2 separate regions of the Mus musculus genome follow, and region 1 is linked to region 2. Evidence: chromatin contacts called from public promoter capture Hi-C data. All regions are on one chromosome and are shown on one strand. The core of a region is the stretch at or near the end of the contact, and the rest is flanking DNA. Distances in the headings are between cores, read along the strand shown. Region 1 holds the start of Dcun1d1 (DCN1, defective in cullin neddylation 1, domain containing 1 (S. cerevisiae)). Region 2 holds the start of Skil (SKI-like).

Evidence for each region. Promoter capture Hi-C pulls out the DNA fragments that hold promoters and counts their contacts.
Region 1: a contact with region 2 is called in a promoter capture Hi-C map of pre-B cells. The contact joins the promoter of Dcun1d1 here to the promoter of Skil in region 2.

Annotation. Positions count from the first base shown.
Region 1 is chr3:35,929,249-35,934,744 of GRCm38.p6, reverse strand. It overlaps Dcun1d1 (DCN1, defective in cullin neddylation 1, domain containing 1 (S. cerevisiae)), which reads left to right and starts at 1,779. Exons shown (of 7, transcript NM_001205361.1): 1 at 1,779-1,960. The coding sequence starts at 1,958. It overlaps Gm15952 (a long non-coding RNA gene), which reads right to left and starts at 1,667. Exons shown (of 4, transcript XR_880768.3): 1 at 1,578-1,667.
Region 2 is chr3:31,092,418-31,098,122 of GRCm38.p6, reverse strand. Skil (SKI-like) reads right to left here and starts at 3,065. Exons shown (of 7, transcript NM_001039090.2): 1 at 2,966-3,065; 2 at 1-1,420. The coding sequence starts at 792.

The DNA of each region.
Region 1 (5,496 bases), core at 530-3,029, 4.8 Mb before region 2:
CAACCTGAAGTTTGCTTGAGTGTTAGAGGCTTAGTACAACACATGGCGGATCCTCACTCTTGTGACCTAGTGTGTCAGGGACAAAATAAGACCAAACCAGGAAGCTTGGTACCGAAACAGGAGCTGCATTGAGTGGGGGTCATGACAAAGGGAGTGGAAAGATGAGGGAGAGACCTGCCTATGACTCCAGACAGGCTCACGTTAGGAAAGTTCTCGGAGACTTTGAGGAAGAGCCTCCAGTCTGCATTGCAGACAGACACCTCTGGTGTAGAAGGAAAAGTACAGAGAAGATGGGGTGGGAGACATACTTGCCTGCAATCCCAGGCCGCACTGTTGGCTGTTAGCCTGGGCAACATAAAGAAACTCCATCTCAAAAGGGGATGGAGAAAGGAGGGTCCCAATGAGAGATGAACCCTATTAAAGGGCAGGGGAAGAATTCGGGTTTACTCAGATGATGAACTCGGCGAGCTTAGACTAAGGGAGATGGGCAGTTCTGATATTTAGCTTATGTGATGAAAAAGCAGGGGAATGCAGGTTTAGGGATAAGATTTTGGCTTTGTAGAGCTTTGGGGGGGTCTGTGGGATGAGCAGAATTTGTGCTTAGGGCATGCCGCTGCCGAGCTTTAGATAAGATTTTGGACTCACTGGGATATGGGCAGGGTCTAGGAAAAAGGAATATATGAAGAGATTCAGGGATGGTTCTGGAAAGCCCACCACTGAAAAGCCAGAGTTAGCTAGCAAAGAAGAATGGTAAGTGAAGGGGAGACTATAAATAAATCAAGTCATGAAAAATTATGGGAATTCTAGGAGGACGTGTTCAAATTCAGGAGAGAAAGAGGTCAAGTGGAACTAAGAATCACCCCTTGGAGTTGGCACTTAGGAAAAAAAGAGCTTTAAGAAAACCTACAAGCTATTGTTGCAATAGTCTAATGAAGTGTAGCAAGAGACTGAGTCCTCTTCGTTAATATTTTAAGTTGCTAGGCTGAGTTCCTAGAGAATAACCACAAGTGTGATCTAGTTTCACCCTTGCTACTTGGTATTTTCTTAGGGCCTGGCGAGAAGATGCCACATCAGCGCACACACACGCACACGCGCGCGCGCGTACACACACACACTCGCATTGATGGTGTAAAGAATGAATGGGTGACAACAGGTCTGCAGTGCCAAAGATCTGCCTCTGCAGGGCTCTGGGAGCCCCCACCACGTGGCTAGTTCTAAGCAGTAGCAGGAAGCTCCGAGGAGGAGTGACAACAGTTGTTTTAACAGAAACTTTAAGATTGTTAGCTTCTAGGGGTGATCTGGTGGTATTTGCCGGTGGTAAAGGGAGACCCACGTTTGGTGATGAAGATGCGGATGACATATATAAACCTGGGCAATCTTGGACAGCTTTTTCTATGTGCCGTACCTTTGTTTTATTTCCTCTCTCTGCAGGGAGTACTGTATTTCCTTCTCCTTGCAGCACACACTTGTCTTCTGGCCCACAGCTCAGCAGGCAGGCTAGGTCAAGCTTGGCCCGTCCACCAGGCATGACAGTGGCTCTAGGCGCAATAGTCTCCCGGATTCTTCCAAAAACTTACCTGGGAACTCTGACGTGGAGCTATTAGGAGCGCACGGAGGACAGGACGCGGCCGTGACGAGGGCGCCCTGAGTGGGGGCGCAGGCAGGGCCCCGGCGCTTCGTCCTCACTGTGCCCGCGGCCGCCCGCCGCGCGGGTCTCAGCGTGTGTCCGCAGCCCGGGCTGCCGGGTCGCCCGGCCGCTCGTGCCACGGATGCCGGCAGGCCAGGCCGCCCACCCCGGGGCCCGCGCCCTCCGCCTCCCGCGGCCCGGCCGCTCCGCGGGCCGCCGCACTGCGCATGAGCGGGAGCCCGGCGAGCCCGTGAGAGGCGCCGCCGCCGCCGCCGCCGTCCATTCGCTGCGGAGCCGGAGGAGGAGGGGAGAGGTCCGGAGGACACCAACATGGTGAGGAACCGCGGCGCCGTGCCGCCCGGCCCGGGCCCCCGGCCCCGCCGCGCTCCGCTACCGCTGCTCAGCCGGCGCCCAGCTCGGCCCGTCCCTCCCCGGCGCCGCCGCTACGCGAGGGCCCGGCAGCGGAGCGCGGCGGGGCCTAGTCGCCGGAGCGGGGCCGGGCGCGGAGGCGTTGGGGGACGGCCCGCGCCCCATTGTGCGGCCAGGCGGCGCCTGGGCAGCGGGCCTGGCGCTGCCTGGTCCCGGCCGGGCCCCTCGGTGCTGGCGGCCCTGGCGAGCCGGCGTCGGCCTTGCTGGTCCGCGCTGGCGCCAGGCGCCAGGCGCCCGGGAGTTGGGGCGGCTCGGCTGAGGCTCGGTCCCTGCGAGGGGACTGGGAGGCTCCGGGCTGCGGACGGAAGTGCAGCCGGGGGACCCGAGACCTGCTGCCTTCCGAGCGCCTGCTCTATGTGCTTGGGGTGGGAGGAGTAATTGCTTTATTATAGCAGTTAGGGACCATTTGTGATTCTTAAGAAACAGTTTGTCAAGTTGCTCCTCTCCTGGTTTTTGTTTGGGTGAGAAAAAGTCACGGAAGCTGGAAGACGCTGTGGTGAGCTGAGTCCTTTGTCATTAAGTACCTGGCGCTGCTGGTCACTGCTTTTCAGTTTGGAAGTATACAGTCACACCTTGTTGAAGTTCCCGGCTGGCTGCTGGGAGAAGAGTAAAAGTGATGAGGTCCTTCGCTCCGGAGAGCTGAAAGGCTTCTTTGGGGAGGGTGTATGCCCAGTCTTGAGTCGTGGGGGGTTGATTTTCGCTCAGTGACACTTATATGGCCCCAGCCTTGGTGTCATGTGTTGATTATGTGTTTAGGTCCCAACAGAGTCAAGATTTCTCTTCTGTGCTTACGTTCGTAAAACTTTATATTTGTAAGGAAGTTCCGGTTAGTGTTTGGATTGAGAGTACAGTAAAAGTTCAGAGACCCAAGAGAGAGTTTGCAGGTTCTCCTTTAATTATTTGAACAGGCCTTGGATATTACTCCTGAACCCCCAAGAGTTTCCACTCTCTTACTGGGGTGCTTTCAGCAGGCTAAAATAATAGAGTGCGCGTCTCTGATGGACATTCATCACGAGTATGTATGCAGTTTCCCACAGTCCACATCAGACACCTGCCCTCGAACCCAGTGCCTGCCAGTGCTCATTAGGAATATAGGATTCATGCCGTTTCAGTGAGAGCTAGGGTTAGGACTTGTAGCCTTCTGTTCCTTTGGTTAATATTAAATCAGCTCATTTTGGAGCTTAGCCATACGTCATGCAATCGTACTGGTTGTGGTTCCTGGTTGTTAAGATGTCCTTAACTTAAGGCACTTTCTATGCCTTTACTCATTTTCTGTCACATGTACAGTCTAGGTATGATCTTGTTAGTTTAGAAAGTCAATATGGGTCCATAAGAATCTTATAGTAAAAATATTTCATTATAAATTTATAGTTGTTTTCCTAGACGTTATAAAATGGTTTGGTAAGACTGTTAGGAGTTTTGTTTTTGGTATGTGTACCACAACTAATTTCTACAACACAAATTATTGTCCGTTTTAGGAAAGACATAATAATAGATTATCTCACTTATTTTTATAAGGGGGAGGGAAAAAAACCCCACAAGCTACCTACCTCTCATACTCACACAGAGACCAAAAATAGCCCAGGGCTGGGATCAAACCTAGGCAGGGTTTCATGCTTGATAGGCAAGTGTATTTTAAGAAGTATTCAAAACATCTGAGTTTTTCCCCCTTATTTATTAGATGTCAGGACAGGGTTTGTTAACTTCTAAAGTTCTACCATGTTTAATAATTTTATGATTCCAATGATTTTTTTAAATGTGTAAGATATATGCAGATGCTGTAATTTATTAGATTTTTATAAATTACATAAGCCTTTAGACCTACAGTGTCTTAGATCACTTGATATGTTTCCTCCCCCTTTACAGAAGTAGACATTGAGGCTCCAGAAGGTTTGGAGGTTCAGGTTTATAAGATGGTTCAAAAATATAACTATTTTCTCCCAGTCTATCCTTTCTTGGTATTTGTGGTACATATAAATAAGTCTTTAAAAATCTCGTGAACTTTAGAAGAATGGTTGAAAATTGAATTAAAGATTAAATTATAATAAAAAGGAAAATAACTAGTATAGTAACTACGTTAAGTAGCAGAATTAAAAATAATGGGTTGCTAATTACTGCCTTAATGAATTTAAAATGTGTAGACTTTGAAATGTATACTTATATTTTCTGCAAATAGCAGGCCCTAAAATGCAATGTGTAAATCTGTCCTGGGTTGTCTTTTAGGATTTGTTGCGTATCCTCCGTATATCCACAAGTAAAGTTAAAAGAAGGTCTGATTGCTTTTACTATTCATTAGGTATCTGCCATGTATCTCACACTGTGAGATATATCTGTATGGATCAGACAGAAACCTGGAAAAGTCAGACAGAAATCTAGGAAAGTCAAAAAATAAACATTGTATATATTTCTTTCCCTACAGTTGGGTGTTACATGTTATGGGGGCGAGACAGTATCAAGGGAAGGGGATGATCACGGGAGTACTAGGGCCAGGTGGTGGAAGTGTGGATACAAAATAACAAAATCGTGTTTGCAGGACTGATAGATAACACCTGAGCAAATCGGGAGTCGAAGAAGACGGAAAGAGCTTTTGTGAGGCTGGTAGCCAGAGAGCAGTGTGTGGCATGAGTTGAAGAGGTCACTAGAGTAAAGACGGGAAGTAATAGGTTGTGCTTTGCCTGGTGAACATTGGAAAGATACCAGAGTTTTTCAGAGACAGGAAGCACTGCGTGGTAAACTCTGAGCGGTATGGCAGCTTTTCTTTGTCTCAGGTATCCTGTTACAATATGATAGTCATTTTAAGGCAGTCTTTTACTTACAAGACTCTCATTAAAGTTTGGGTATTTTTAATGTGGGCTATGTATACAGAGTTTTGAATTCTGTTTCACAATATAATGGTAACACACCATTTCCCTCTAGCTGTTCTAGGGGTAATTAAAAAACCATTTTCTTAAATTGTTGGATGTTTTGGTGATTTGGTACATCAGTGACTGTGTGCAGAAAACTTGGCTTTTAAGGAGAGAAGAAATTGAGATTGTGAGAACATAGTGCCTGCTAGTCTGACAGCTGATAACGATGTATCCTACTCCCACTGTGGAGTAGGCAGCATCACCACCTCCTGTCAGCAGAGCTGCAAATGTCTTGGTGGTTCTTAGCGATGTGAGCAAGGAGAAGAGCTGGGATAGGAAAGAAAAGAGACTACACACAGGGTCCTTAACTCCATACTTGATTCCTCCTCTAGTTCTCACCCCCCCCCCCCCCCGTTTTACAAAAAGCAAGCAATATTTCACTACTGATATGGAATCTCTGGCTAGTCTGACTCTAGTTTCTTACATTGAATACAACCTAGTTGCTTCTATTTTAAATCAAATGTCCTGATATAAATATTAAATATGTAATTGAAAACTAAAGCTTTTGGTATATGGTGAAAAACATTGTAAATA
Region 2 (5,705 bases), core at 1,816-4,315:
TTCATGTTCCACTTCAAAGGCACTGCCAGTTTCCTTCAACTGGGCCAGAGAGCTTTTAGCAGGAAGTATGCTACCATTTTGAGGAAAAGTTCGTGGCCGCAGTAAAGCATTACAGAGTCTTTGTGCATCGGTCAACGTGATCAGCCCACAGGATGGAGCATTAAATGGGAGTATCCCTAAGACCTTTAAGATATGAAGCTGGTCTGAAGTACACCTTGAACAATAGATGTACAGCTCATCACATACTGTGTTTATCTGCTGGAGTGAAAATTCTCGGAGGACAGAGTTTAAGACTTGGGGCAAACAGAGTCTCTTTTCTCCTCCAACTTGAAAACAAGAAATAGACTCCCCTTCCAAAAGAGTCTGAGTGAGCTCTGTGGAGCTATCAGAAGGAATGAGAAGAGGGCCGGGAAGAACCTGAGGAGAGGGAAGAGGCAGGAATACAGTCGGTGACATGCTCTCCTGGGAATATCGAGCAGAAAATGCTGCTGGTCCACCCAAAGAGCTCTGACTGCTTAAGTGGAATTGTGCCAGCGTGTGTTTCAGACTGGGGTTTAAATTTAAAGTTTCAGGTAGAGAAACACGGTTTCGCTTGGCGTGCTCGCCATCCGGCTCCACGGATGCATCTCCATAGTCATCTAAGTGCTCCTTCTTCACCTTGGTCAGGGTTTTCCCATTGGCATGAATGTCGGTCATCATTTTTTTCACAGGAGGACTGCCATCATCCTCCATGCCGTTCAGCTTTTTATTTGAACCCTGAACTAAGGAGAACTTAGACTGGAGGTTTTCCATGGCCACACTGGTGCTTTAAACGATTAAGTCTGCAACTGGCATGTTGTTCTCAGTTCCTAATCTGAAGAGAAAAGGGGAATGTATACAAATACTTATGACTCACTTAGAAATGTTTACTTTCCAAAGATGAATTTTCTTACTCAATAGATTGTACAACTCTGTTTTGGTTTAGCTGTACTTTAAGATATAATTGAAAATGCTACAAAACTTCTCAGTTTTGTTTGCTTCTAATAACAAATAAGAATATAATCGTAAGCACACTTCTGAGAAAATCACTTCAGGTATTTATATTAAAATAAAGCTCAATTCAAGAAGTCCAAAGTTCGGTGTAATGGTTGAGTTTGGTTGGTTTTGTTTTTTAAGCAAAGCATGTGGGAAGTTTATACCATGACTGTATCCTGAAACTACACCCAAACATGAGTTACAATGACGCAATGGGTTTAATTTTTGCCAAGAACACCAAAAAAGAAGAGGCAGGTATCGTCCCTGAAAATGGTGATCTGCTGCTCAGTACTGATAAACTGAAGACTCCACCTGAACTTTTATAATTAAAAATATACATATACTAAATGAAAAAGCTGTCCAGTTTTATCTTCAGGGATTACAGCTCATTCTTCTTTTAATTGATCTGGAAGAGAAAGGGGTGGGGAGTTACATTTGAATTAGCTCCAGAGGCCAAAGGGTCTGTTTAAAACCAGTTTCTTAATCTTCAACTCAGTTCATTTTACCAAAGGTAACACTTGGGTGGTTTCTTCCAACCTAACACCAGTTATCTAAAAGAAACTTCATCTAAATAGGAAGCAGTCCAGACGGTGGGTAACAGAAGCATTAAATAATGCCTCTCCAAACAAGGACGAGTACACAAATTTAGAATACGAATAACCAAACCTCAGTACCAGAGGCTTTCTCAACTATGCATGCCATTTAAATTTTAAAAAACAATCCTTTCTCGTTAGAAAAAAAAAAAAAAAAAACCTGTAGTTTCTGGTCTCCCCACCCCCCAAGATACATGTTAATATACCTACCATATGCAACTAAACTTCAAGTACATTCATACATACTATCTTTTTGGAATGAAGAAGAAAAAAAAACTTTCCCTTTAAAAGGTTAGCGAATTTGCCTAATGGAAGCCAAAAGCTGTAAGACTCCACGCCTGGAAATCTCCATCCATGAGCAAGACTAATCCGGGACAAAAAGCACAAGGCAGACAGACCTCACAAAGAATGCAAATGGAGGCAGAGTGGCGAAAAAGAGTATTCATCCACTTCCCTCCCTGGAGAAAACCCAGTAAAAGCCGACAAATAAAAAGCTTTGCTTCTAAACTCCCAGCAATTTATGTTAACACAAACCCAGAGAATTATGGACGAAAGCCACCTAGCCACCGTACTGTGACTTTCGCCACTACAGGGACACCTCAGCCAAGGCGAGCCAAGGAAAAGGGCAGAAGGCATGACCTAGACCAGGGGCGCCCCCACAGCCCTGCGCACACGCAGAGACACCCACTCATCATCAACCCAAAGGACAGGGAAGCAGGGGACTCCCGGCGTCTGGTGAGGTGAGAGGGGGCAGAGGAAGTAGGAGTCCTCCCAACCCCCACCTCTGTGACTGGGATCACCCTAAGTGCCCTCCCCACATCGCCCCACTGCGGGGGCCGCCGGTGGAAATACCCCACGCCCCCGGCCCGCGGGAAGTTCTCTAGGGTTACCTAGGCGCCCCAGGGCTGCGCCTCCCCCCACTTGACCCACCCTGAGCCGTGGCACCCACAGGGGCGCGGGCAGGTTAGGCGCCAAGCCCGGAAGCCCGCGTCGCCGGACGCTTAGAGCTGGGGCCAGCCCGGGGCATCCCCGCCGAGCGCAGACGGCCGGGGGATGGCGGCGATGACCAGGGTCCAGGTCTCCTGGGTCCCGGCGGCTCGGGTCAAGTGCACCGCCATCCCCTCCCAGCTGACCCGTCCCAGAATCCGCGAGGCCTGTACACCCGTGGGACCCCCGCCGCGCGCCCTGTGCCCGCGACCCCGCCCGGGACCCCCACGCATCCCGGACGCCCCACTCAGGCCCTCCGCGCCCGGGCAGACCCCCGGGCTCTGTGCCCTCCCCATCACCCCCGCCGCCGCCGCCTCAGCGCCCCCAGAGGCCGCACGCCCCTCGCGTCCCCTCGCGACCTGCGGCCGCACCTGTGCCCGCCGTCGCCGTCGCCGTCGCTCGCCAGCCGCCTTCGCTGTGCCGGCGCCGCTCCGAACCCCACACACATCGCTACACACAGCCTCTGACGTCACCCGGCCCGCGGCCCGCCCACGTCACTGCGGAGACACGGCTTCCCGCAGACGCCGCCGCCGTCTCCGGCCGCCCGGGGGACAGCGAGGGCGGCGGGCGGGGGAGGGGAGGGAACGAAGCCAGCGGCGCCGCGCGGCCCCGCGCCAGCCAGCCCCTCGGGCGCGCGCGCCGTCTGGCCTATTGTGGCTCCCGGCGGGCTGCACACTGCAGGCTGCGCGCGCGTCCCCAGCCCCGACCGGGGCGCGCGCCTGGCGCCTCGGCCGCGCACGCGCGTGCTCCCGCTCCCCCGCCCCCCTCGCGCGTACCCCGCGCTGCTGGCCCGGCGCGCCGTCTGGGCGGCTGGCGCACGGCGCTGTCTGCGGTGCCCGGCTCAGACAGGATGTTCCCTCGGCCCCACCCCCGCCGCCCTCCTTCCTTCCTCGAGTCGCTCAGCCGGCTGTCTGGGGCCGCCCTCGCCACGCCCGCCGCCGTGTGGCGACGGGCCAGACCTGGGGGCGCCCTGGCCGCCGGGCCGCCGCGCTGCGAGGCGGGGGGGGTGAGAAGGGGGAGAGGGGGCAGGGCGCGGCGGGCTGCACTGTGCGCGACCCCGGCAGCTGGCCGCGCCCGAGGTCAGGCTCGGCCAGCAGCCCCCCTCAACCCCCGCGGCCGCAGCTGGCCGCCCGGCCCCGCCCCGGAGGTGGCCTGCGGGTGGCTCCCCGCCGCGACCCCCGGGCTGAGCCCGCCGCGCAGACGCCCCCGCGCTGCCACCGCCCCCCCCCCCGCAGCGCCACCACCTGCCCCCGTGCTCCCCGCTCCCAGTGTTGCCACCCTCCCCCCGCCCAGTGCCGACGTCGCGGGGCCTCTCGCCCCCGTGGGGCCTCCCGCCGCGGCCGCCCTGCCAGCTGCCGGTGAGCAGCCCCGCCTGGCCGCTCTGGGGTGGCCTGACCCGGCCGCCATCGCCCCAGAGTCCGCGGTTTGCGCACCGCGGGGACAGATCTTGCTGCCCCAGCTGCTCTTAGCCTCCATAAGTGACCCATTCTGATTCACTAAGCACTTTGGTTGGTGTTTTCGGGTGTGTTTTTTTCTTTCTTTCTTTCTTTTTAATTTTTCCAGAGACGGTAAGAGGTGGAGGAAGATAACCACTTTCGGCTGCCACCTCGAACCGCCGGCGGGGGTGGGTGAGGGGACTTCCTAGCCAACGTATCCAGGATAGCTCGAATATTCAACTCTGTGAAGCTAGCCCGTCATATTTCGAAACACCAAGAAATCCCCTTTTCTCCACCCCACCGCAGGATCAGGAACTGAAATAGCGCAGCGAGTAGCACTGCGCAGACTTAGGGAACTCGAGCTTCGGCGACGGTGGCGCACCCCACCCCCACCCCACCTTTTTTTTTTCTTTTTTTTTTTTTTTTTCCTTTTCTCGCCGGGTTTATTTTACCGCTTCGGGGTTACTCATGTTTGGGTCTACATTTGCAGTTGTCCAATTGGGAATACTTTTGTGCTTGAGGATTTTTCGTCCTTTTTTTTTTAACCCCCACAATAGGTCTAACAAATGTCACCTCTCATCACCGCCTCCGCCCCAGCTCCTGTCGGCCCCCATCTCCGTGCTCCCAGGTCATGCCCCTCTCCCACCTCCTACTCGACGCTTCTTGACTGCCTGTGTGAACATGAATAATTCCGCAGCACTTCCCATCTGTTATTGCCATAGAGACAGAAGCTCAGCAAAGATAATGATGTTCTGTGCAGAGCCAGTGGGGGAAGAGCAGCATCTGCGAGTCTGGGGGAATAGATGGTCTAACCGCCAGAATGTTCATAAGCCCGACTGGAAAGCTGAGGCGCAACGCCAGGATAGTCCTGAGACTGAGCACCTGGCCTCCTTGCACCTGGCTCTGGATCTAACCAGAAAAAAACAAATTTAGAAACCAAGATAACTGAGGTGTGTGTGTCTTAAGCGAGTCTGAAACTGCAATTAATGCTAAGTATTTAGTAGTCATCTTTCCAGCCATAAAAGTAATTACTTGCTAGCATGGTCAAAGGCTTGAGAAACAAAATTAATTGGATAATAGTCTTTTTAGAAAAATCAAATACATTATCTTCCTGTTCTTTTGTCCTCTCGAGGAATCTGTTTTTGAGAAAAGGGTGGTTTTATGTATATCAATTGAGACACTAGTCACAGCCCTGTGGCTAGAGTCAATCAAAACCAAGCTTTGGGGACATTTTCACCATTGTTCTTCAATTACAAAATAAAATTCACTTTGCCCTTGAATTCCCTAGGTCTTGGCCTAAAGGTAAAGGTTGGATACAAGTAGAAATAAGCAGAGTCAATGTGCCTAGCTCTGCTGCGAATGGGTAGGCTTTTTCTGGACCACACTTTTAAAAGATTATTTTAGGGTTTTCAGAATTATCAATAAAATGTATAACATAAAATTAAGGCTTTGGATGTAGGTAGCCTGGTTGGTAAAGTGCTTGCCTGGCCTACATCAAGCCTTGGGTTAAACCCCCAGAACTGCATAAACAAGTAATCCTTGTTTTCAGGAAGTAGAGGCAAGAGGATCCGAAGTCATCCTCTTCTACATAGTAAGAGGCTAACCTGGACTACAAGAGATACCATCTCAAGGAAAAAAAAATTAAAGACACTGAAAGCAAATGACAATAGCCCTT